4 separate regions of the Sus scrofa genome follow, and regions 1, 2 and 3 are each linked to region 4. Evidence: chromatin contacts called from public HiChIP or PLAC-seq and promoter capture Hi-C data. All regions are on one chromosome and are shown on one strand. Each heading gives the region's core, a stretch centred on a gene start, on an enhancer-like site or on the middle of the called end of the contact. The rest is flanking DNA. Distances are from core to core; before and after follow the strand shown.

Evidence for each region. Promoter capture Hi-C pulls out the DNA fragments that hold promoters and counts their contacts. HiChIP or PLAC-seq counts read pairs in DNA pulled down with a chosen protein or histone mark.
Region 1: a promoter capture Hi-C map of fetal liver shows a contact between it and region 4, with 4 times the contacts expected there. The contact joins the promoter of SSBP4 here to the promoter of UPF1 in region 4. A contact is called at or near these places in 1 of 5 promoter capture datasets (fetal liver) and 2 of 2 datasets of contacts at active chromatin or transcription factors (alveolar macrophages and skeletal muscle).
Region 2: an H3K27ac HiChIP or PLAC-seq map of alveolar macrophages shows a contact between it and region 4. The contact joins the promoter of ISYNA1 here to the promoter of UPF1 in region 4. A contact is called at or near these places in 2 of 47 Hi-C or Micro-C datasets (omental adipose tissue and retroperitoneal adipose tissue) and 2 of 2 datasets of contacts at active chromatin or transcription factors (alveolar macrophages and skeletal muscle).
Region 3: a contact with region 4 is called in a promoter capture Hi-C map of liver, with 3 times the contacts expected there. The contact joins the promoter of ELL here to the promoter of UPF1 in region 4. A contact is called at or near these places in 2 of 5 promoter capture datasets (fetal liver and liver), 2 of 47 Hi-C or Micro-C datasets (embryonic fibroblasts and epiblast stem cells) and 1 of 2 datasets of contacts at active chromatin or transcription factors (alveolar macrophages).

Annotation. Positions count from the first base shown.
Region 1 is chr2:59,380,611-59,386,891 of Sscrofa11.1, reverse strand. SSBP4 (single-stranded DNA-binding protein 4) reads left to right here and starts at 2,355. Exons shown (of 17, transcript XM_021083516.1): 1 at 2,355-2,698. The coding sequence starts at 2,640.
Region 2 is chr2:59,361,781-59,367,914 of Sscrofa11.1, reverse strand. ISYNA1 (a long non-coding RNA gene) reads right to left here and starts at 4,243. Exons shown (of 11, transcript XR_002341592.1): 1 at 4,096-4,243; 2 at 3,861-3,989; 3 at 3,553-3,714; 4 at 3,069-3,201; 5 at 2,783-2,976; 6 at 2,416-2,565; 7 at 2,119-2,334; 8 at 1,844-2,008; 9 at 1,638-1,751; 10 at 1,346-1,563; 11 at 912-1,218. SSBP4 (single-stranded DNA-binding protein 4) reads left to right here. Exons shown (of 17, transcript XM_021083516.1): 16 at 1-19; 17 at 304-663. The coding sequence ends at 437.
Region 3 is chr2:59,275,443-59,281,255 of Sscrofa11.1, reverse strand. ELL (RNA polymerase II elongation factor ELL) reads right to left here and starts at 4,092. Exons shown (of 13, transcript XM_021083507.1): 1 at 3,914-4,092. The coding sequence starts at 4,048.
Region 4 is chr2:59,009,478-59,015,648 of Sscrofa11.1, reverse strand. UPF1 (regulator of nonsense transcripts 1) reads left to right here and starts at 2,103. Exons shown (of 24, transcript XM_021083471.1): 1 at 2,103-2,643. The coding sequence starts at 2,422.

The DNA.
Region 1 (6,281 bases), core at 1,106-3,605, 370 kb before region 4:
CTGCAACTCGCCGGGCCGCGGGTGCCTCCGCCTCCCAGCCTCCTTTCCTCCCTCCGCCCCAGCGGTTGCCCGGTCCTCTTCACCGGGGTCCCCTCCCTCTGCCCAGCACGTGGCACTCCCTGAAATTAGCCTACTGACTCGCCAGCTTTTGACGTTCGGCCCTCCCTTTGCTTCACAAGCAATAGCAACACGTCCAGACTGGTCCACAGAGCCCGGCACACAGCAGGCACTCAATAAATGTTTGCGCGGAGGATGAAGGCTCACGCCGACTTAAGGAGCGGCGGCTCAGAGATAGCGGGGGGCCCAACCAGGGCACAGAATCCTAGGGAGCCACAGAACATTAGGAGATAAATGGGGAGCGCCTGGATGGGGGCGTCCGTAGTGCCCGGCAGTCACAGCTGTCACCAATACACTGTGTGACCTGGGTGAGTCACACCCTCTGTGTGCCTGGCTGAAGAGCGGTGATGGGCACTGGTGGGCATTACGATGAGGGTGTCCTTGATGTCCACATCCCCTGGCGGCCCCGGGGACATTGGGCAGTCGCCAGCTCGACGCCCGACAGAATCAAGTCTGCCGCGCCCCATTAAAACGCAGAGAGGGCCCCTCCTCCGCGCCGGCCTGGGGCCTAGGAGGCCCGCGGGAGAGGAAGCTGGGGGAGGGGACGACCGGCTGGACAGGAAGTGGGAAGGGCTGGCGTCCCCCCCAACCCCGGCCGGGGCCCCTCAGGATGGAGGCGGGGCTGACGACCGCCTGGCCCTGCCCTTCCCTTCCTCCTCGTCCGTCTGGAACCCCAGCGGTTCAGGACTTCCCGCCCGCCAGAAGCCTTGGGTCGGAGGGAGGCCATTGGGGGCGGTTCTAAGAGGGAAGCATAATGGGGGTCGTAGGGCAGCGGGAAGGGCGTTCCGATCAAGGCTCGCGCGCGCGCGCGCGCGCACACACAAACACACAACATGGGAAATCTGAGCGCACAACCACACAACAGAGGTCCCAGGGAGGCAGCAATCCAACCTAGTGCACAAAATGTGACGTGGCGTCACTTGGCCCCCCAAAACCGCCGCGGACACGCAGCCACCGTCGCAGAGCCAGGGACAGTTGCCCCGCCAGCGACTGGGTACTTGCCAATCCTCCCACACACAGCGATGCACACGTGCACTCACACAGGATCCGCATGTCTACACACACACTGGTTGCACGTAGCAAAAAAAAGAATACCTATGGCAAATATTCCCAGAAGCATCCAGACCTAGAGTCACAGTTGGACCTTGGACCGCCTCTCCTCACCCAGCCCACGCACGCAGCCCACAGGTCCCCTGGCGCACAGGCCTCCACCCCTCCCAAGCACCCCTTGCCCTGCGGGTGTCCTTCCTTGCCTGAGTGTCTGCCTCCACCTTCTCTGAAAATATCCTGGGGGTAGAAGAAGGGTCCCAGGAGAGAGAATGGAATACCCTTTCCCTGCACCCAGGCAAATGGGATTCATGCCATTAACAGCTGGCAACACTGGCAGAGAGGCGGAGCAGGCGGGAGTGACCCAGTCCGTCACCCAGCACCGACTATTGACACGAGGTGTGACAGTAGGGCTGTGCAGAGTGGCTCCCAGCGTGTGGCCTGGGCACCCCAGGAGCTTCTTGTCTGTGTGGTGTCTTTGTGCTGCGAGCATCTCTGTTGTGTGACTGTGCGTTGCGTGTGACTGTGTGACACAGTTATCTGTGGCTCAGTGACAGCCCAGGCCCCTGTGTGGAGCCCTCCAGAGGCTGCAACAGGGTGCCCCAGGGTGACAGCAAGTAGCTGCTTGGGCTCATTCCACAGCTGTTGGAAGATGTGCCATAGCGGTTCCAAATGCGTGTCTATGCAGGTGTGTGCCGAGGTGCGCGTGGTCTGTTTCAGTGTTCTGTAACAGCAACTATTTAAGCTGTGTATACCTGCGTGTCTCTGGGCAGACTGTGTATGGCGGTCCCCACCTGTGCTGCGGGGTGATACATCCAGTGTGACTGCCTGTAGCTTTATAGGTCTATCAGTAGTTATTCCAGTAGTTATGCGGACTTACGTGTGGAGTCTTGTGTCGGAGAATGCTATCGCAATTAAGTGTGGGCTTGTGTTCTTAGGTGTACAATTTGGGTGGCTGGTTCTATTTGGACAATGTGTGTGTAGCCATGATCAGCTGTGTCCCGCTGTGTGCCCCAGAAGTGGTGTCCCCACTCATGCCCTGAGCGTGAGCAGCCCGCGCCCCCTCCCCCCGCGGCGGGCACTGCGCTTGCGCGCCCGGCCCACGGTCCTGGCGGCGGGACCCACCCGCGCTCCTGCCATCGCCCCTTTAAGAGCGGCGCCCGCGAGCGACGGGGAGGCGGCGGGCGGGGGCGCGCGCGGCGGGAGGAGGGGGCGCGCGCTTCCCGGAACAGCCCGCGCTGAGGGAAGAGAGGAAGAAAATAAAACCCGTGGTCAGAGCCAAAGCTGGAGCTGCCGCCGCCGCTGCCGTCTCGGCCGTTTGGAGCTCCCCCGCGCGGACGATGCCCGCGATGCCCGCGCGGGGCTCGGGGTGGTGAGGCCCGGGACGCGGGGTAGCTATGGCGACCGGGAGCGCGGCCCGCGGCGCCGCCTGACAGGTGTGGGGCCCCAGCGCGGCGGCGGCGGCACGGAGCAGGATGTACGCCAAGGGGGGCAAGGGCTCGGCCGTGCCCTCCGACAGCCAGGCACGCGAGAAGTGAGTCAGTGGGCCGGGACCTCGGGAGCCGGGGGCGGGGCTCAGTGGCCGCGCCGCTTCCGTGGGCCCCACCGCCAGCGGGCACTGCGTTGGGCACTGCGTTGGGCACGTGGGTGCGGGGTGCAGGGCGTGCGGGGCCAGAGCACGCTCGAAGGGCCGCGAGATTTGAGCGGGTGCGCGAGACCCGAGGGGGCTCAAGGAGGCGCGAGATACGTGGGAGCGCTCAAAACCCAAAGGGTCATGAGGGATTTAAGGGGTCGCGAGATTTGAGGGGACGCGCGAGACTCGAGAGGTTGAAAGAGTAGTAGGGGCGCAGGAGACCCGAGGGGTGCGAGATTTGCGGGGGCGCGCGAGACTCGAGGGTGCGAGATTTGAGGGGGCGCGCGAGATCCTAGAGTGACTAGAGGGTCGCGAGACCTCCCCGACGGTCGAGACTTGGGTGTGCAAGGTTGCATATGTGAGTGCATGGAGTCACAGTTTGTGTAGCTTCCTCCATCCTCCCAGGAAGTTTCCCAGGTAGGGGACACTGCTTACTCTGGTACTTCTGCTCCTTGGGAAAAGCTTGAGAGATGATAGAAGGGCCTGCAAGGCCACCTGTCCAAGCGGGCTTGGGGCGGCTGGATGGGGCCCTGAGGAAGCTGCAAGGCTCACAGTCCTGGGGCCTGCCACTTGTTCTGGGGCTGGGCTGGGCTGTGGGTAGCAGATGCTTTCAGGCTGTTAGAAGGATAGGTAGCTAATTTCCAGACTCTGTGATGAGAGCTTCTTGGGGTGGGGAGGCAGCAGGGCTGCTGTGCTTCCCTTGCCTTCTGACACTGTCTCTTAACCTGTTTTGTGGCTTTGGATGAGGGAGCACCCCCTGCTAGGCTCACTTTCCCTTCCTTATAAATGCAGTGCCATCTCTTAGGTTTGGGGAGCATTTGAAAGGTGCTGGAGCTGCGACTGCCTCACAGTAAGGGCACCCAATGGTTTTGCAGTATTGTTAAAGTGCCAGAGAGAAGGGAAGGCTTGCCATGGCTGATGGCCAATGGTTGATTCACAAGATCCTAGAAGGACTTGAATGTCTGGGTGGTGAGGAAGCCCCTTGGACATGGGCTCTTTCCTGTTCTGCCTTTTCTGCCTGGGCTGACATTGAGGTCACTGCCCCACCCCACTCCTACATACACACATAAGGATGAGTGTCCATTCTCTACCCAGCCTTGGGGTCATTTTGGAGAAGAGCCTTCTGGCCAAAAGATGCTAGGTAGATGAGTACTTTTCTAGGCTTGTCTTGTCGATCTGCACAGTTATGAGGTGGGCTCCATTTCCAGGCACCTTCGAGCAGGAAGGCTTTTTGAAACTGGCACCTGGCTCTTTTGAGGTTGGAAGCAGGGGATGTCTGGATACCCAACTCCTGGGAATCCTGGCACATCTGCAGCCATCCTTTTACCCTGGCTGCTGGGATCTAGGGGCTACCACTCCCTCAGTGGGAATTGTTCACTTGTTCAGACATGTGCTGGGCTGGGTCCTGGGGCATAGTGGTTGGAAAGGCACACCTTGGCCCTGAAGAAGCCCACATCCTAGCTAGGAGGCAAGCGAGTTACTTAGCAAGCTGATGTGAAGATCTTGGGATGTGCTATGAAGAAAGCAAAGTGGGAGGTAGTGAAGTGTGAGGGAGGTGCCAGGTGTGCAGAGACCTGGAGGAAGAGCTGATGGCTGAGGGCACAGCAAGTGCAGAGTCCCTAGGGTGAGGCCAGGCAAAAGAGCTAGGGCTGGTGTCCAGGGGTGGGGTGTGCCGTATGAGCCAGAGAGGCATGTGTTTGAAAGTGCATTCCAGCTCTTTTGTGGACTAGGGCTTATTTGGGGTTGGTGGGGGTAGAGGACCAGGAGACCTGGGAAAGGCAGGCACAGTTAACTGGGAGAGAGCTAATGGTGGCAGCTTAGGTGGTGGTCATGGAGACAGAGTGGAGGAAATGGGTTTGAGCTGGGGTGGTAGGGTTTGGAGTTGCATTTCAGTCCCACTGAACAGTTCAGGAAAGATTTTGGGGGTTTTTTTGTTTTTTGGTTTTTGGGTTTTTTTTGGCCATGGCATGCAGTGGCTTGATGTGGGATCTTAGTTCCCAGACCAGAGATTGAACCTGGGCTGCGGTGGTGAAAGCACTGAGTCCGAACCATTAGACCAGCAAAGAACTCCCAGATTTTGATTCTTTTTTTTTTTTTTTTTTGGTCATGCCTGCAGCCTGTGAAAGTACCTGGGCCAGGGATCGAACCTGAGCCACAGCAGTGACAATGCCAGATCCTTAACAGCTAGGCCATTAGGAAACTCCCAGATCTTGATTCTCTGAACATGGTCTTGGCTCTTGGCCCCTCTCCCCCATCATTTTTGGCCAGAGCCATCCTGCACTCATCCATTTCTTGTATAAGCATTGACTTGGAGATGAGGTTCTGCTGCTAAAGAAAGTTTGGAAAGCACCAGATGGTGGCATCCACTTCACCGACAGGGATGACAGGGTCCTGGAGAGGAAGGGACCTGCTGAAGCCAAGGGTTCTGGGTCACAGGTGAGCTCTCAGAAGCATAGGGGCTGATACACCAAAGAGGTGGGCTGGTTGCTCTGAGCCTCAGTTGCCTTATCTGAAATGTGGGCCTTGCAGGATTCTCACAAGGACTGGGTGAGAGGCTTCAGTTAGAGCACCCCTCACAGGCAGCCACCACCCGAGCCACTTCCTGTCCCTGGGCCTTGGTTTCCTCCTCTGTGAAATGGGGTAAATGGGGTGGAGTGGGTTCCACTGCCCAGGGCCTTGACTCTCTGGGACTATTTTTTCTTCCCCGATCTCATCTTCCTGCTTCCTCCTGCCCTTCCTCTCCTTCATTCTTGGGCCCCTGTCCTGAGCCACCTCTGGCTCCCCATCTAAACACTATAGACTTGGGCCAGCTTGTCCCCCAAATGGACTTAGTGCCTTCTAGGTGCATGGACTTTGGGTCCCTGCCCTTGGAGGCTCACAGCAAACAGTGGTAACTGCAGAGTCCAAGGAGTACAATGAAGGGATGGCAGGGTGGGAGAGGGAGGCTGGGGGTCTGAGTGGGCTGCCTGTAGGAAAACATAACCTCTCCTTCTGTAAATAATGAACACTCCACAGTTCCTGCTATGGCGCATCAGGTTAAGAATCTGACTGTAGCAGCTCGGGTTGCTGAGAGGTGGGAGTTTGATCCCTGGCCCAGCACAGTGGGTAAAGGATCTGGCATTGCCTTGGCTGTGGCTCAGATTCAGTATGGCCCACTTAAAAAAAAAGGAATTCCCGGAGTTCCCGTCGTGGCACAGTGGTTAACGAATCCGACTAGGAACCATGAGGTTGCGGGTTCGATCCCTGGCCTTGCTCAGTGGGTTAAGGATCCAGTGTTGCCGTGAGCTGTGGTGTAGGTCGCAGACTCAGCTCGGATCTGGCGTTGCTGTGGCTGTGGCTCAGGTTCAGTCAGTGGCCCATTTTAAAAAAAGGAATTCCCATTGGGATTCCGTAGGTTAAGGACCCAACGTTGTCTCTGTAAGGGTGCAGGTTCCGCCACTGGCCTCACTCAGTGGGTTAAGGATCTAGCATCGCTAAAAAGCAT
Region 2 (6,134 bases), core at 2,994-5,493, 350 kb before region 4:
CGTGACCGCGGCGGGCCAGGTGGGGGGCGGCCGCGGCATCCTTCCCTTCCCTTCCCTCCCCTCCCCCCTCCCCTTCCCCACTCCCCAGGCCTGCCCTATCTCACCGCCCCGCCCCGCCCCCTCCCACCCCCTCCCACCCCCACCCTGGGAGCCCAAGGCGACCCGCCCTTGCATCGCCCTCTGACCTCTTCCTCCCCACGTTTACACCGCCCTGTTCCCCATTCCCCCCGGGGGGTGGGGGCGGGTCCCAGCCTAGGCCGGAACTGAGCCGGCCCCGCGCGCCATCCCCTCGTCTTTCCGCAGTACTCCCCCGGGATGACCATGAGCGTGTGATGGGGCCGCAGCCCCTTGCCCACTGCCGGCCTCGGCTTCTGCCCGGCGCCCCTCCCTGGGGCCAAGGTCCAGGGGCTCGGGTGGTCTGCAGGGTGAGGGTCTGAGGTCACACCTTGGGCAGCTGGACTCCCGGTCAAGGCTTGGATGGCTGGGAGGCCCCGCGCGAAGGACTCATTTCATTTTATAGAAAAACACAAGGACCTCAGAGACGTTCTTTCCTGTACGGGCCCTTCCCGCAATTTCTATTTTGTCCGGGAGGGCTCCTTGGAGAACCTCCTTTCCCCTGGACAGCAGGAGTGGGCCCCACCAATAAACATAACTTGATTTTGGTTTTTGGTATCTGGTCTCAGATTTCTTAACTTTGGCTTACGGCTGCACCCTGCACATTGGGGTCCTAACCCAGGCATGTAGGGTTGTGCTTGGGCAGAGGCACCCCTCCAGTGGTTCTGGAAAGCTCCTAAGGGTTGGGACAACAGTTTCCCAGGACAGGTAGGAGTCTGCCTGGTGAAAAATGGGAAGATGGGGCTGGAGTTGGGGGCAGTTAGGATTAGGTCACAGACGCCAAGAATCCACAGGTGTGGCTGATATAGAGGCACTGGTTTTATTGTCTTTGAGGGGCCTAGAAAGGGTTGGGTCCCGAGGAGCAACAGGGGCAGGAGTTAAGGAAGAACCGCGTGGCCATGGCCTTAGCTGGTGGGCATCTGGGGTGCCTCAGCTTGCGGGTGCCCATTGGCGTCGCCAGTACAGCCATTGGTGGTGGGCGCTGGTCCTTTCTTGCAAGGCAGGGAGCAAGCAGCAGTCACAAGCCCAACACGCTTGAGGCCAGGGCGCTCCATCTTGTGCTCCAGAAGCATGTGGTTCTGCGGCGGGAGCCCCAGGCAGGCCCTGGGGGATGGTCAGGGTTCAGCGGGGCCAGACCGTGAGATAGGTGCCCTGCAGTCCCTAGGCCCTGTGCACAGCCCCACAGTGGACACGTGGGCAAAGAATGGGGACCCCCAAGGCCGGGACACACCTGAGGATGTTCTCGATGCAGCTGCGCTGGCGGAAGAGCGCGTTGACCACGGGGCTGCCGGGCGGTGCAAGCGGCGCCTTGAAGAGGAAGCTGAGCAGCGACAGCACCGGGTGGAAGGTCTGCGGCTCCGGGTCGGCGTCCGTGCAAAAGCTCACACGCTGGCAGAGTTCGGTCAGCAGCGCCAGGTCCAGCATGATGGGCGCGGCCAGGAGCGAGTCCTGCAGAGCCAGCAGGTCAGGAGGTGGGCGGGGCTGGTGAGCAGCCCCACTTCCTGCCCCCTCGCGTCCCGCACCTCGCACGTGTTGTGCAGCACCAGCGTGTTGGTACCGCCCAGCATCAGCTCCGATGTGTACTCATCCAGGGCACGCTTGCTGTCGCCCACGTATGGCACGTACTTGATGACCACCTGGGGAGGAGGATGGCACGAGGTCACACGGACCCCTGCTATTCTCTGTTGGGAGTTCCCCCCACCCCTTGCCGCGCCTGTGCTCCACGCACGCAGTGGTCTGGCTCCTCGCCCTGCTTGTAGAGCACTGGGTTGCTGTGCACCATGTCATCCACCACACTGCTCTTGGACACTTCTTTGGAGCGGAACTGTGGCGGCGCTGACAGGTTCTGCCCGTCGTTGTTGCCCAGGTGGTTGTAGCTCACGATGGACATGGTCTGGGAGGACAAGGAGACCCCGCGGTAGCTGCAGGCCTTGCAGGGCACAAGCCCAGCCTGGGATCCAGGCACCCCTATCCTGAGCGGAACACCCTGCCAGGCTCACACACCTTTAAGCCAGAACCGATAAGGAAGTCCACAAGCACAGACTTGACCTTGGTCTGGCCGGACTTGAAGTCGTCTCCACCCACAAAGACGCGGCGCTGCCACGCGAGCTCGAGGGCACCAGGCACTAGTGTGTTCTGTGGGGACCCGTTGAGGAAGGCGCACCCCTCCAAGATGCTGGCGACGGCGAAGAGCGTGGAGGGCGACACTTCCAGGCCCAGCTGTGGGCACAGACAGGCAGTCAGCACAGAAGGGTCCTTGGGAGCTAGCCCTGACCCCATTCCACCCCTGGGCGTGCCTACCTGGATGGTGCGCAGCAGGTTGTCAGCAGTGTCATTGAGGCCAGGCACCACTTCGCAGAAGCGCTCTGTGTTCGCTGTCCACAGCACAATGACTTTGTCCAGGCCAGCGTTGGACCGGAAGTCACGGATGTCCCTGCGGATCTGCTCCAGCTGGCAGGGGGCGGGAGCGGGCGAAGGGGGAGGGTTGTACAGGTTCTCCCGACCTGTGGAGGCCTGGGCGACTCAATTACCCAAGTGCAAAGTGGGGCCTGGACCCTCGGGATGGAAGCATGGGGACAAAAGAGAACAGGTGGCGGGGGTGGGGGAAAGGACAAATGACAAGGGAGAACAAGTGGCAGAGGATATGGGGCGCCGGGAGGGGCTGCACCTGCTGCGCGCGCGTGCCCGGGATGAGGTTGTCAGCGCGCGCACTCTGGTTAGCTGCGATGAACTCCGGGATGTAGACCGACGGCCGCGGGCGCAAGGCCTCCATGTGCGGCCACAGTTGCTCCTGCAGCTCCCAATCTAGTACCTGCGCGCGCCTCATCGCCTCCGCCAGGTTCAGCGACGATATGTCCCAGCCTGGGGGGGCGGGGACCCTCAAGCTCGGCGGGGATCCTGGACCCCCACAGGCCCGGCCTCCCACCCCACCCCTGGCCCAGGGCCCCGCCCACCGTCGAAAACGAGATCGTCGGGTGCCACCATGGGCAGCAGCGCGCTGAAGGGCACGAACACCTCCTGGCCCTCGGCGTCCAGGCCTAGGCTAACGGTGCCAGCCTGTGTCAGCGAGCCGTAGTAGTTGGCCTCCTGGGGAGCGGCAGACAGGGCAGAGAGATGGGTGGGCGTGGCGTGGGGAGGCCCAAGAGTCGGCACACTCAAGCTCCGCCCTACTTTCGGGCGCCTCAGCTCTGCTCCAAGTCAAGGCAAGAGCTGCTTCCCCTCCGGAGGTCCCAACCCGAAGTCCTCCCTACCTTGGGCTCCGCCCCCACAAGACCCCCTGAGGAGTGCCCGCCCCGCCCCGTGGAAGCCCCGCCCCGGGGTCCGCCCGCAGCGAGGAACCCCGCCCCCTTAAGACCCACTCCTCCGTAGAGCCCCTCCCCCTCTGCGTGGATTCCAGCGGAGCCCTGGGTTCTACCAGGCGCCGCCCGACTCCCCCACCTTGCGGCCGGTGCGCGTAGGCCAGGACAGGCGCAGTCGGTTGGCCAGCACGGCAGCGGTCAGCGTGGAGCCGTTGTTCCCGCCCCAGCCGACGAGCATGACCCCCAGCCGGGGCACCTGCCGGGCGGTCCGGAAAGTGAAGCGCGTGGACGTGGGATGCACCTGGGGACAGGCGGTGCGGTGAGTCGGGGACCACAGGCCCCTCCCCCCTCATCGCAGGGCGGAGATCGCAGACGTTGGGCAATTCCCGCTTGGTCTCGGCTCCCTGGTTCCCCCTAGCCTCACGGCCAGCCCGGTCCCTCGCCTACTTTGAGGACGCCAGCCTCGCGGCTGACGCACGTCGTCCTGTACTCGTACTTCGCCTCGATAGCCTCGGGGCTGTAGACCACGTCGGGGCTCTCCACCACGAACTCGGTTGCGGCCTCCATCGTGGTGAGCTGGGGGCGCGGGGTGGGCAGGAAGTCAGCGGGGACCCGAGAGTTGGCTGGGCCAAGCCGACTTCGGTCCCTGGGGAGTCTGCACCCCTCCCGGGGCCGCACTTACCGGCGCAGAGTCGGCTGGAACTGCAGCGGACGGCTAGGGCTCGGGGCGCGCGAACTCGAGAGAAAAGAGCGGTGGCTCCACCCCGCTCCGCCCCCTCGCTCCGCCCACGCCGCGGAGGAGGGGCGCTCGCGGCCTGGACGGTGCACACAGGCCTTGGATTCGGGTTCGAGGCCCTTCTGCCCCGAGCCCCCGTGTTAATCTGGTCCCCTAAACTGTCCTGCGCGGCCGGACAATCATATGGGCCGCAGACCCCCGGCCCGAGCTCGGCGCGCGTGATTCACTTCGCATCGCGGGTTGAGCCGGCGGCAGCTTCCCCTCATATTACAAAAGAGAATCATATGGATGTAAGTGAGCGCAGGCCCCAGCCACAAGGCAGGAGGTGGAGCCAGGCAAGGAGGCTGGGCCTCTGCGGGGTTATCTGGAGAAACCGAGGCACGAGACACTAAACCGGGATTAAGACTTCGAAGCCAGACGCTCCTCCAGCCCAGGCTGCCTCCTCCCCCTACCCCTTCCAGAACAGCAGCACCCTCCAGATATCAACCCCCCACCCCCACCCCCGCCACAGGGTTCACGTGGATGGGGTGGTGGCTGCGAGTCCTCAGTTTCCCCACCTGTAGCAGGAGGGCTTGATTGGGCCAGGCTGGAGTGGGGGCGGGGGAGAGACTGTTGGCGAGAGGAGGGGAGGGGAGAGGAGGGGAGGGGATGGGATGGGCAGAGCAGAGGCGGCCCGCTGGGGAGGAGCTAGGCCAGCACAGCACTAAGCCCCCCTAAGAGCACAGCGATAAAGGAGCGTGGGAACCCGGCAGGCGGGCGGGGGCGGCTCCCCCAGGAACTTTCCAAAACAAGCGGCCTCCTCCGGCTGGAAAGTTTCCACCACTGGAGCTGACCCAAAAGGTGGATAGTTGGGAACATTTGCAGGAAACTTGGTCAGGGCCTGGCCTTGGAAGGTGGGGGTTCTAAAACCGGTCCAGGTTTTGCCCTCCAGGGGCTCCAGTGAGGGGGAGTCAGAAGTGGACTGGGTCACTCCCAGCCAGAGGGACCTAACAGGCAGCGCTGGGCAGGGCAGACTGCCTGGAGGATGTGGCGCGGTGAGGGATCTTGAGATCTGAAGACATCAAAAATGTGAAGGACTGCCCAGGCAAAAACCTGGGGGCGTGGTTTCAGGGGCAGATGAAAAGGGACTGAGCGCAAGGGGGAAGGAGGCAGTCTGGGGACCAGGGTAGACCTTCAGGGCTGGGGACAGGAAAGACAGTATAATAAATATTTGGGTTTTGTCCCCCTGTTCCTGGCTGGAGATTGAGTTCAGTTGCCAATGGCCGGTGATTTATTCAATCATACCTACAATCCATTAGGTTCCATTACCTCTGTAACAACCCTTAACAGTGAGGTTCTGGTGAACCCATGGAGGTTCTGGGAGAAGTTGTGGCAGCCCCGCGCCATTCCCCACACCCTGCCCTCTGCATTTACTTCAAGTGCTTCCCTGAGCACCTCGGGCCATTCTAGCAAATCACTAAACCTCTGAGGGGGCTGAAAGGGATGGATTTACAGAGGGTTGTTTGGTCAGACATATGAGTGGCCAGGGACTTGAGGCTGGCATCTGAAGTGAGGGCTGAGTCCCTCAACCTGTGGGGCCAGATGCCTGACATGGGAATGGAACTGTTGGATGTCCAGTTGGTGCTGGAGAATTGGAGGGAGCTTGTGCCTCCAGGCCATGTGTGACATCACAGGAATGTGTACAGAAAGGTCCCCAAAGACCCAGCCCTGAAGAACCCCAGCATTCACAGGGCAGCCTGGGGGAGGTGCTGGCAGGAGGGTAGTGGGGCAGAGTGGCCCCAGGCAGGCTCCTGGAGGGGCAGCTGCAGGGGATGTGGCTTCTGACTGCTTCTATTCCAAGCAGTTGGTTGGAGCTGTAAGGAGAACTGCAGGGACAGTCTGGGTGTGTGACAGGGACTGAGTGTGCTGCCTGGGGGTGAGCAGTGAACGACTGAGGACCCCATTCCCACCAGACCGCAGGCTCCTGAGGGCAGGGGCAGAGCTGT
Region 3 (5,813 bases), core at 2,843-5,342, 260 kb before region 4:
GGGACACTTAAAATCCTAAAGAGAAGGATACAAAGAGGCAACTGGATCTCACCACCTGAGGAGGAGGATCCGGCCTAGGAAAGTCAGGCACTGGCCCAAGGCCTCATGAAGGCAGAGTCAAGATTCAAACCCAGATAGGCTCCCATCCCCAGGTTTCTTGGGCCCCTCCCTGGGCCCTCAAATTTTCCTGAACAACAACAAAACGCTCCTCTCTCTTCAGGACCTTATAATCAATGAGAGGAGACTGTCACTCAGCAACAGAGCCCACCAAATCCAATCATGAAATATCCAGGTGGTTGAGGCAAGTGTCCCAAGGAAGGTTACTTCCTCAGAGTCAGTGTCAGGGACGCATCCCTGAATAGGCACATGATGCTATATCAGAAAGATGGGTTGTGTTCACACTTCCTCTCTCTTCTTTCCCGAAGTAACTCATCACAGTGAACACGCAGATCCACGGGAGCAGCTGCTTTGGGACTCACTTGAGACCACACGAAGCCCAAGTCTGGACAGTGGCAGCTGCACGTATTACTACATCTTTACCTTCCATTTCATTCCAAGCTGGTCACTAGGTCTGTACAAAGGCAGCTCAAAACACAGACCCCTCTGGAAAGGGTAGCTGTCAGGGACTTCTACTTGGGCTACTCCAACAGCTAGGATTACAAGGCTCCTGGGAGCCACAGAGGAAGTTTTGAAGGAAGCTCCTCTCCAGTACCCTGCCATATCTTAATCTGTAAAAACCTCTTTGTAATTACAGATTACCCTCCAGCAACAGGGGAGTTAGAGGCACCAACCCCCACCCAAGCAGTCGAAAAAAATCACGAATACACTTGACAGTTGGCCCTCCATATCCCAAATTCTGCATCTGCAGATTCAACCAACTGTGAGTCCCATACACCGTGACACATATTTAGTGAAAAAAATCCATGTATATGTGGACCCAGGCAGTTCAAACCCATTGTTCTAGAGGCAACTATAAAAAGTAAAAGTAGAAGTTTCCGTCGTTGCTCAGTGGTTAACGAACCCGACTAGGAACGATGAGGTTGCAGGTTCGATCCCTGGCCTTGCTCAGTGGGTTAAGGATCTAGCGTTGCTGTGAGTTCTGGTGTAGGTTGCAGACGCAGCTCGGACCCCGCATTGCTGTGGCTCTGGCGTAGGCCAGTGGCTACAGCTCCAATTGGACCCCTAACCTGGGAACCTCCATATGCCGTGGGAGCAGCCCTAAAAAAGGCAAAAATCCAAAAAAAAAACTAAAAGTAGGAGTTGCCATTGTGGTGCAGCAGAAATGAATCCGACTAGTATCCACGAGGATGCAGGTTCGATCCCTGGCTTCACTCAGTAGGTTAAGGACCTGGCGTTGCCCTGAGCTGTGCTGTACATTGTAGACGCAGCTCGGATCCCGCATTGCTGTGGCTGTGGCATAAGCTGGCAGGTACAGCTCCAATTCAACCCCTGGCCTGGGAACCTCCATATGCCACAAGTGCAGCCCTAAAAAGCAAAAAAAAAAAAAAAAAAAAAAGTAAAAGTAAAAACCCTCTTCACAAGTTGTCACTGGCAAACTATATAACCATGGCACTAGAGAATAGGAAACTCTAGACAGACACTACTGACAGTCACAAGTCACACATAAAGAGCTTTGTTAACAACCAATCATCCTTCTCTGGTCACACAAACAAATTCTTCAAGTCACCTTCCCCATACCCACCACCCAAGAGCACTGAGTGTGCCCAGCTGCCCTGATTTTACCTCAGTCCACTATTGAGTAAGATTAAATATGAAATTGCCAAGTAACTTAAATTACCAGTCAGCCTCTGAGAAAAATGAAAGTTTGAGTCAACCCCAAAATTTAGCTCAAAGTCAACCCCAAAATTTAGCTCACCCAGCCAAGTTAACACAAATGGCTTGGAGAAGCTCTAAGAGGGAGCCTCATCTGGCTGATCAACACCAATGTACACAGCTGGGCTCTGCATGGGACAAACTTGAGTCTGCAGTTATACCTTCACCCTCACAGGAGGAAGATCCAGCTCAGGGGATGTAACCAACACCCTAAATTAAAAATAGCAGCGTGACAGCATGAGGTGGATGCAGAGACAGGCCTTCCTGACGAGTAGATCAAGGGAGGGCAGCATGGCAGGGAAGGCGGGGCTCCTAACCCTCAGTGACCAGGTACCAAGTTCACCTTATTTACATGACTCACCAGCTCTCCCCCAGCTGTTTCTAGGAAAGCCCGCCTTCCTGCAGAACAAGTTGGAATTGCCCAGGGAAAAAGTCACCGGGCTGGAATTCCACAAGGAAGGCTCAAGCTGGCCACCATGCCCCCTCCTCCTCACCTGCAGTGGCACCCCAGGCTCACCTTGGGGAATCACTTTTGACAAGGTGAGAATTTGCTCTTCCAACAAAGATGAAGTCCCTGTTCTATGAAGAGAAAACTGAGACGCAAGAACAGGAAGGAAATTGCCCCCAAAAGTGGAAAGAAGCCAGGGAAGGGTGGGCACGGGTAACAAGACAGGGGAAAAAATTCCCGGCTTAGCTAATGGTGCCGAACAAGTCCAGGGCAGGAAGAAAGCCACATTCCTTCCTAGTTAGTCTCTCTCCTCACCCGCCCTGAGCCCCCCCCCAGCCCCAGTACACACAACACACACACACACACACACACACCACACACACACACACACACACACACTCTCTCTCTCTCTCTCTCTCTCTCTCTCTCTCCTCTCACTCTCTCTCTCTCTCTCTTCTTTCTCTTTCTCTCAGAGGGCGGGGCCTTCCTGAACCTGACACCAGACCCCTTGCTCCCCCTAGCCACGATGAAGCCCCTACTTTCCCAGTGAGGAGGTAAAAGGGCTCCCAAACCACTTCCCCTCAGGACCTGACCACTGGGCACCTGCAACTTCTGTCCCAACACAGGAGGAGGGCGCCATGACACAAACAGAAATGGGAAGAAGCAGTTTCTGACCAGGGCCCCAGATGTACCCTACAGTCAGGCCTGAAAGAAGGTACACAGAAGCCTCTCCCCAACCCCCCCCACCCCCCGCCAGGTGGCAGAACTGAAACGCCTTGAACTTAGCCAGATGGACCCAAATCAGCCCCTGAGAAGTTTGTGAGTCAGGAGCCAGGTGCGGTGGCCAGAGCTCCCTCCCAGGTGCCCACCACAGGCTCCCAATCTTCTAAAGGCACCATACCAGCAATCCCCCCCTCCACAATCACAGCCTCTTCTTCTCAAAACACTCCTACTCTCTAAAGGTGTCCAGTGAGACCTGGTCACCTGGGGAGTTGGAGGCGAGTTGACAGGTTTTGCCCAAATTTCCTTTCCCAGGAACGAAAAGTGAACCCAACTCCAGGGGCCTCATTGGAAAGCATCAAAGACAGCCCCCAAGTGCAGACACAACCTCCCCATACAAACGGAACAAAACCCCACAGGTGCTCCGACAGCGGTGCCCCACTGACCCACCCTACCAGTGACCAAGACGGAAAAGCTGCTCCTCGGGAGTGCAGGCAGTCATCCCTACCGGCCATCCCGCAAAGGAGCCAAAGAAGCCCCAAACCCCCACCTCCGAGCTCGGACAGCGGGGCCTCCACCCCTTCCCCTGAACAGGTGAAAAGACCAGTTCCTGCTCAGGTGCCGGATGGGCCGAGAAAGGCGCCGGACAGACCCCCTATCCCCAGACCAGGAGCGAGAGTTCGGGCCCCATGGCCGCCCCGGGCCACCCGCCAGGTTCTCCTCCCGGCGCCGAGGTTCCCTGCGCTCCGAGCCGGACAGGCGCCTACCCCGCGCCCCGCTGGCCCAGGAACTCACAAGCAGCACCTAAGAAGCCGGACCCCGCGCCCCCAGGCTAGGACGCCGTGGCGAGAGGAGCGCGAGGCCGACCTGCGTCCCGATGTCCCCGACGGCCGCACCGCCTGCACCGCTCACCTGGCAGACGCGGTAATTCTCGAAGGCCCTCAGAGCACTGTCGGTGAGCTTCACGTGGAACACGGACACCTTGCTACCGTCGCTCACTCGCCCGCACGACAGCCCGTAGCTCCGAGCCTCCTTCAGCGCCGCCATCTTGCGACCATCGCTCCCCCGCCCCCCCTTCCCGGCTCCAGTGCGGGCGGTGCGCCGGCCACGCCCCACCCTGCTGCCCGCTGACGTGCTGCATTATTCATAAGACGCGGCTGGCCACGCCCTCGCCGGAACCCCCCTAGAACCACAGACGCCGCGGTACCGCCCGCTGACGTGCTGCACTATTCATGAGATGCGGCTGGCCACGCATCATGTGGGCCCAGGGAATCCCATAGTTACCGCCCCGACTTCCTGCATTTTCGTAAGGCGTGGATGGACTCCCCCCATCCCTAACCTCTCAAGACCCTAGAGGTGTCCACTTCCGCGCCCGGACTCCGCCTCGACACGCGCGCTCCTTCAAGCCCCGCCTCAGTGTGTATTATTCATGATCTTGACTCAGCCAGGCAAGTCGAAGCACCGCCCCACCAGCCAATGACGTGATGTATTATTTATGAGGTCTCTCCAAGTCTTCCGTCTTTGGCTTCAGCGAGGAGCCGCATTGAGGGCGTGGGAGGGGGCGGGGCCCGCGCAAAGCACGTGGGGGGAGGGATCCGCTGCTGGATGGGCGTGGCTATGTAAACTGAGCGCGCGTTGGACGCTGGGTTGGGCTAATAGGGTTCCCCTAAGGTGGGCCTGGGGCTGTTGGATGATTGGGGGTCAGATTAACTTTGCTCATGGTAACAGTAGATTTCTTTTTAAATTAAAATATAGTTAATTTACAGTGTTGTGCTAAGGGTAGACTTAGAATAAAATCCTACACCCCCCAGAGCCCTGAGAGATGGTGATTGTCCTGCTCACCCATTAAAAAAAAAAATTTCACCTATCATGAAGTTAGTTAATGTGTACAATTCTGTGGCATTTAATACATCCACAATGCTGTGCAGCCACTACCACCATCTAGTTCCAGAACGTTTTCATCACCCCTAAAGGAAAAACCCACACCCACAAAGTAGTCACTCCTCATTCCCCCTTCCCAGGCCCTAGTAACCACTAACCTACTTTCTGTATCTATGGACATTTCTCTTTTTTCCTTTTTTGGCTGCCCCGTGGCATATAGAGTTCCCTGGGCCAGGGATCAGATCCAAGCCTCAATCCAGACCTAAGCCTCAGCTGCAGCAACTCCAGATCTTTTACCTACTGTGCCAGGCCAGGGCTCAAACCTGCATCCTGGCACTGCAGAGACACCGCAGATCCTGTTGCACAATAGCAGGGACTCCTTCTCATTTTAATCTAATTACAGACAGTGGTCATAGGATGAAGTGAGGCAAGGGAGGAAGGTGAATTCAGGGACTTTCTATGTGTTTCTACCCAGATGATCTTGTTAGCTCTGCCTATCACTACCAGGCCGGCACTGCCATCTATTTACCCCTTGACCATGAACCTAAAGGCTGATCCTAAAGGCAATGCTAGATTCCTTGCAACTTTTTCCCATGCCTGTCATTAATATCTCCGTTTACAAATGGAGAAACAGAATCAAAGGAATGAGACAGCAGGGGTATACACCCTGCCAGTGAATGGCCTGCCTGAAACTTTGAACTTGGATCTTTCTGACCCAGAGCCCTCCCGACTACATTTTTTCCTGCCTCTGCTACCTGGGTCCCTTTCTATATTGCAGTGTTCCTAATTCTCTTAACTTCTCTAAGCCCTCAGTTTCCTCATCTGGCAGATGGGTCCAAACCACTGTATCCTTTCTATATTTCTTCATTGAAAACCTCCAGCACTGGGTGGTTGTGCTGAATTAATAATGGATGTCATTTAATACGCACAA
Region 4 (6,171 bases), core at 854-3,353:
GCCAGATCCTTAACCCACTGAGTGAGGCCAGGGATCGAACCCACAATGTCACGGTTTCTAGTTGGATTCGTTTCTGCTGCACCACAATGGGAAGTCCTTAACATCGGTTTTATCTGGTATTATCATAGCTAATCCAGCTCTCTCTTGGTTACCATTTGCATGGAATATCTTTTCTATCCATTTACTTCCAACCTACTTGTCTTGGAATCTATAGCGAGTCTCCTGTAAGACAGCATAGTTGGATCACGATTTTTTAAAAAACAAATCAATTCTGACAACTTCTTCTTTTTTTTTTCTTTGTCTTTTTAGGACCACATCTGCAGCATATGGAAGTTCCCAGGCTAGGGGTCAAATTGGAGCTGTAGCTGTCAGCCTATACTACAGCCACAGCAATGTGGGATCCAAGCCGTGTCTGTGACCTACACCACAGTTCATGGCAATGCCTGATCCTTAACCCACGGAGCGAGGTCAGGGATTGAACCCGAGTCCTCATGGATACTAGTCAGGTTCGTTACTACCGAGCCACAATGGGAACTCCTTTTTTAAGTGGAGAGTTTAATCATTTACATTTAATAAATTACTCATAGGGACTTATTTCTGCCATTTATTTCTATATGTGGTATCTTTTCCCCCCAATTTCTCCTTTATTGCTTTCTTTTGTGTTAAATGGTTATGTTTTAGTTTATCACCCACAGTGCCATTTTGTCTTTTCTTGTGTGTGTCTTTTAGGGCCGCACCTGCGCATATGGAGGTTCCCAGGCTAGTAGTCTAATCAGAGCTACAGCTGCTAGCCTACACCACAGCCACAGCAACGCGGGATCTGAGCCTCGTTTGAGACCTACACCACAGCTCATGGCAACGATGGATCCTTAACCACTGAGTGAGGCCAGGGATCGGACCCACAACCTCATAGTTCCTAGTCAGATTAGTTTCCACTGCGCCACGACAGGAACTCCCACAGTGCCATTTTGCGAATGTGAGTATATGTAGGAAATAAGAGGATATCCTTAGAAGTGGAATTGCTAGATCAAAGGCAGGGTAGGGCATGCATTTAAAACTCCGAGAGGGACCTCCCATCATGGCTCAGTGGTTAAGAAACCCAATCTAGCATCCATGAGGATGTGGGTTCCATTCCTGGCCTCGCTCAGTGGGTTAAGGATCTGGAATTGCCATCAGCTGTGGTATGGGTCACAGACATTCCTCAGATCAGGGCCGAAGTGGCGGCATATGGAGGTTCCCAGGCTATTGGTCAAATTGGAGCTACGGCTGCTGGCCTTTGCTGCAGCCACAGCAACTCCAGATTCAAGCCATGTCTGCAGCCTAGGCCACAGCTCACAGCAATGCCAGATCCTTAACCCACTGAGGAGGCCAGGGATCAAACTTGCATCCTCATTATTCCTAGTCAGATTTGTTTCCACTGAGCCACTACCGGCACTCCCCTCAGCCCATCTTAATGGTTATTATTTCCCTTTCCCAGCGGAGGAAATCCTAGGCTGAGACGTGAAATCATTTGCACAAAGTCACACAGCCAGTAGGTGGCCAGGTCTGGATTTCAAACCTGAGCAAGTGCTCCCAAGTGCTTTGTTATATACTGCCTCTGAATAATATTATAATTGTACAGAACTGCTGCAACCACCATTTCTGCGTGCTATGTGCTGTGCTAAGGGCTGTCCCCACTAATTTATTCAACAAATGCACACTGAGCAGCTACTATGTGCCAGGCATCCCCATTTTAAAGGTGAGGAAACAGGCCCAGGAAGATTCTCTAAAAGATGGGGACGCACCGCACCGTCCTCGACAAGCTTCCCCAGCTGGGTTCCACCTGTGTAAGGTATTCAGTTGGCGGTCAATTAACCCAAGACATTGTCGCCGCCCCTAAGGGCAAGGACCACCACATCTACACCATCCGCTGCCCAGGCGCCACGGAGGAGCGGTTGGAGCGAGACTAGCTTCTCGAGCCGCCGTCGGGAAGACGGTTGGAAGCCCCGCCTCCCGCGCTTGCGCGCTGCGCGTTCTGTCGGCCCACTCAGCTCCGGGAGTCCGGGCGCGGTAGGAGGCGTCCTCGAGGAGCGCGTTCGTCTGCGCCGGCGTCGGGCTCGCGCACGCGCACCTGCGGCGGCGTCGGGCTCGCGCACGCGCACGGCGGCGGCGGCGGTTCCTGCCGGGGGCTGCGAGGGCGGGCGGCTCCGAAGGAAGCGGTGGTACTGAGGGGCTCAGCGGCAGAGGCGGCGGCTCGGCGCGCGTGGCTCTCGACCCGGTTCGCACCGCGGCGGGCGTTTTGATCTTGTCCAGGAGCGCGGGCGCGGCGGCGGCGGCGGCGGCGGCGGCGGCGGCTGCCCAAGACCTGCGGCCTAGGCCTCAGCGCAGCGGCGGGCTCGAGTGCGGCGCGGAGCCGGCCTGAGGGCCCTACGCGGCGGCACCATGAGCGTGGAGGCGTACGGGCCCAGCTCTCAGACGCTCACCTTCCTGGATACCGAGGAGGCCGAGCTCCTCGGCGCCGACACGCAGGGCTCCGAGTTCGAGTTTACCGACTTCACCCTCCCCAGCCAGACGCAGACGCCCCCCGGTGGTCCTGGAGGTGGAGGCGCTGGGGCCCCGGTCGGCGCGGGGCCGGGCGCGGCCGCCGGACAGCTCGACGCTCAGGTGAGCGGCACATGGCGGCGCCGGAAGATGGGGCCAGGCCTCGGCGGCCGGGAACCTGCCCTGGCTCCCCCTCCATCGGGGCAGAGGCTGATGTGCTCGTGTTTCAAACTCCAGTCGGGCCTGGAGTAACCTGGCGGGGTCTCTCCCATTCAGGACGTCCCCGGAGTAACCTGCCCCGGCTCCCGCTCTCCAGCCGGATCCAGGCAAACCTACCTCAAGTCCTGCTCTGGTTGCGTCCGGGTGATTTCAGGATCTCGTTCAGGCTAGGTCTTACGCGATCTGTCCCAAGTCCCCTTCCGGGTCTGTCTTTGGCCAAGTCGGGGATGACCTGTCCCCGAGTTCTCCAGCTGGGTCGGTGATCTGCTCCGGTCCCCTCCTCTGGCTGATCCGACCGCCCTGCCCCACCCCCTTACCTGTGGTCGGAACCTTCAGAGCACTCTCCCTTACCCCTCTTATGCCCACTGAGCGGCGGATTCAGATTTCCCTGGGCTCAGGGACGCTGGTGAGAGGAGGGTCGAGGCTCCCCCAGCAGAAACGGAACTTTTGCCTCCAGTCGTGAACCCCATACTCGTTGGCTTTTAAGATTATTCAGGAGGCAGTTTGCGTTTTGTTTTTCTTTCTGGCATTGCCTGTTGCTGAAACCGACCTGTTACGTAACTCCGCAGCCCTGCCTTGGAAAAGTTGGGTTTGAGTTTGTTCCTCCAACGGGGTAATAGTGGTGGGTTTTACTTAAATTGGTCTGCCACGTCAGAGACTTTTGTTCTTAATGATGTGAAGACTATTTTAAATTTGGGTTTGTGTTATGAGAAGTATTGGGCATACACTTCCTGGATCTGGGGCCCTGCCCTAGGGTGGGCAAGGGGGCTGGCTGTGGTCTTGAACTGGGCTCACTTGGGAATGTAGCCATCATCTTCTGAATCTCAGATTCCATTTCTTTGCCTGGTACCTCCTTTGATTTTATTTTCCTGAATTCTCAGCCGTGGAGGAGATATAGGGCTTGCCTTGTTGCAGGTGTCCCTTGACATGAGGACCCACCGTCAGATCTTGGGGAGCCAACCTGTCCTCAGCCAGAGTGAGCTTAGACCCTGTCCTGGGGAAGGGGGCTTACATTGTAGTTGGTTGAGTCACTCCCATGGGTAGACCACCCACTTGGACTTTCTCTTAGCCCCTAATAGAAGCAAAAAACATTTGACTCATTCTAACCTCAGATTCCTTAAAAATAGATGCTTGATGGGTGGGGGCATCAGGGAGAACAGGTGTGCATGTATGTATGTTTTTTCAGTTTTGTTTACATATGATGGGGGAAGTTAGAGGGGAAAGTTTGCATGGAGACATGAATGAGCCACCAGAGACTCTTGATAACACTTGTAGTTTCATACCTTGTAGATTTGTTCCCACAACTTTAAAATGGGGGTAACAGCTCTTATTTGGTTACCTTTAGACATATGTGAAATTGGACTTCTGTATGAACGGATAGACCTGATAGTGTTGTCTATAATTTGCGTCCACCATGTCCGGGAAGCTGAGGATAAAAATCTCTTGGTTGAGCAGTGTGTCATGACCTATGGTAGCTCAGGGTTGTGAAAGGTAATTGTTTTATTGCAAATCCTTTTTAAACTGTAGCCTATAAAACAGCAAACCTGGGCAGCTCCAAGTTGTAGTTTTGGTCCTTGGTTTCTGTTTTCGGTTAATTGTGGGGGCGTGTCCTCTTTTAGTTGCAATAATTGATTACTTTTCCTGCACCTGACCATTGAACTGTACTAAATAAGAGCATTAAAACACTCCACTGGAGGGAAACATTATAGTTGAACTCATTTGAATTCTGATGACATCAAAACGGTTTGTCCTTCCTTACTTTAACTCTGTAGCCTAACTTTGGATTTGTATTTTGGGGAGTAATATCCTTGGAGTCACAAGAGGAAGCTTTGGATTTGGGGGCAGGAGAGTCTGAATAGAACCAGAAAGTGGAAAAAAATTGAGTATCTCCTGTGCCAGTTGGAGGCATTGGCTGCCTACAACATTTGGGAAGATTTTCCTTATTTGTCTTCAGACTTGTCTGTGTAACCAGCTGTATGATGGGGCTTCTATTCTGAGTGCCTTTTGATTTTATCTTACTGGCTGAGTGGCTGTGAATTGTCACATGCTATGCATCCACTTTCATTTCACAGCTTTATTGAGATAGAGTTCATGTACCATATACTTCACCCATTCAAAGTGAGCAGTTCAGTGGTTTTAGTACATTCAGAGTTGCACAGCCACCACCACAGTTGATTTTATGACATTTGCATCACTGTAAAAAGAAATCCCACATCGCTTAGTCTGTCAGTCCTCCCTTCTCCAATTCCAAGCAACCGCTGTTTTTTCTCTCTGGATTTATCTCCTCGGTATGATTCCATATAAGTGGAATCATACAGTATGTGGTCTTTGGTTCTTTCATTGAGCCTGTTTTCAAGGTTCATTCATGTTGCATGTGCTCCATTCCTTTCGATGACTGAGTAATATTCCATAGATGGACAGACCACATTTTGTTTATCCTCTTACCTGTTGGTGGACATTTGGATTGTTTCCATTTTTAGCTGTTATGAAGAATGCAGCTGTGAACATCTGTGTACAAGTTTCTGTGTGGGTGTAAGCCTTCAGTGAAACTACTGGGTGGTCTGGAAACAACTGCATGTGGTTTTCAGGGCCTGCCAGACTGTTTTCCAATGTGTAGCCACTTTTGATATGTCTTGACTGCCAGTTTTGCACAGTTGGTTTTACCTGAAAGTTTGTTTAGGTAACACATGTGTGTCATGGCCAGGATGGGTGGGAGAATGGCAGGCCAAGCTGATGCCTGCTGAGTTCTGCATTGGCTCAAATAGCATTTGTTTTCTTGTTTATGAAATGAAATTGATATTTATCAAAGCCCTTGAGATCCTGGGATAAAAAGCACTGACATGGCCTTGCCAAGTGTCCTTAAAATAAAGGGGCAGTTATCTTTTGAGCCTTTGACCCTTTTGTAGCCCCTTCCCCTACCCCTCAAAGGGCAGGGAAAGGTAATTTCAGAAGTCCTTTGCATAATAGATGGTGTTCCAAACCTTCTGGTCTGCCTAGTTGGAATATTTATTCTTGATTGTTGCTATTATTGTATTTCCTCCAAACACTGGAATTATGGTGAAAATCTTAAGAGTTGAGAACACTACCAAACAAAAAAAGGAACATGCCATTGATACACACAGCAACATGGATACATTCCAAAATACACTGAATGGAAGTTCCCATCGTGGCGCAGTGGTTAACGAATCCAACTAGGAACCATGAGGTCGCGGGTTCGATCCCTGCCCTTGCTCAGTGGGTTAACGATCCGGCGTTGCTGTGAGCTGTGGTGTAGGTTGCAGACGCAGCTCGGATCCTGTGTTGCTGTGGCTCTGGCTTAGGCTGGTGGCTACAGCTCCGATTTGACCCCTAGCCTGGGAACCTCCATATGCCGTAGGAGCGGCCCAAAGAAATAGCAAAAAAGACAAAAAACAAAAACAAAAACAAAATACA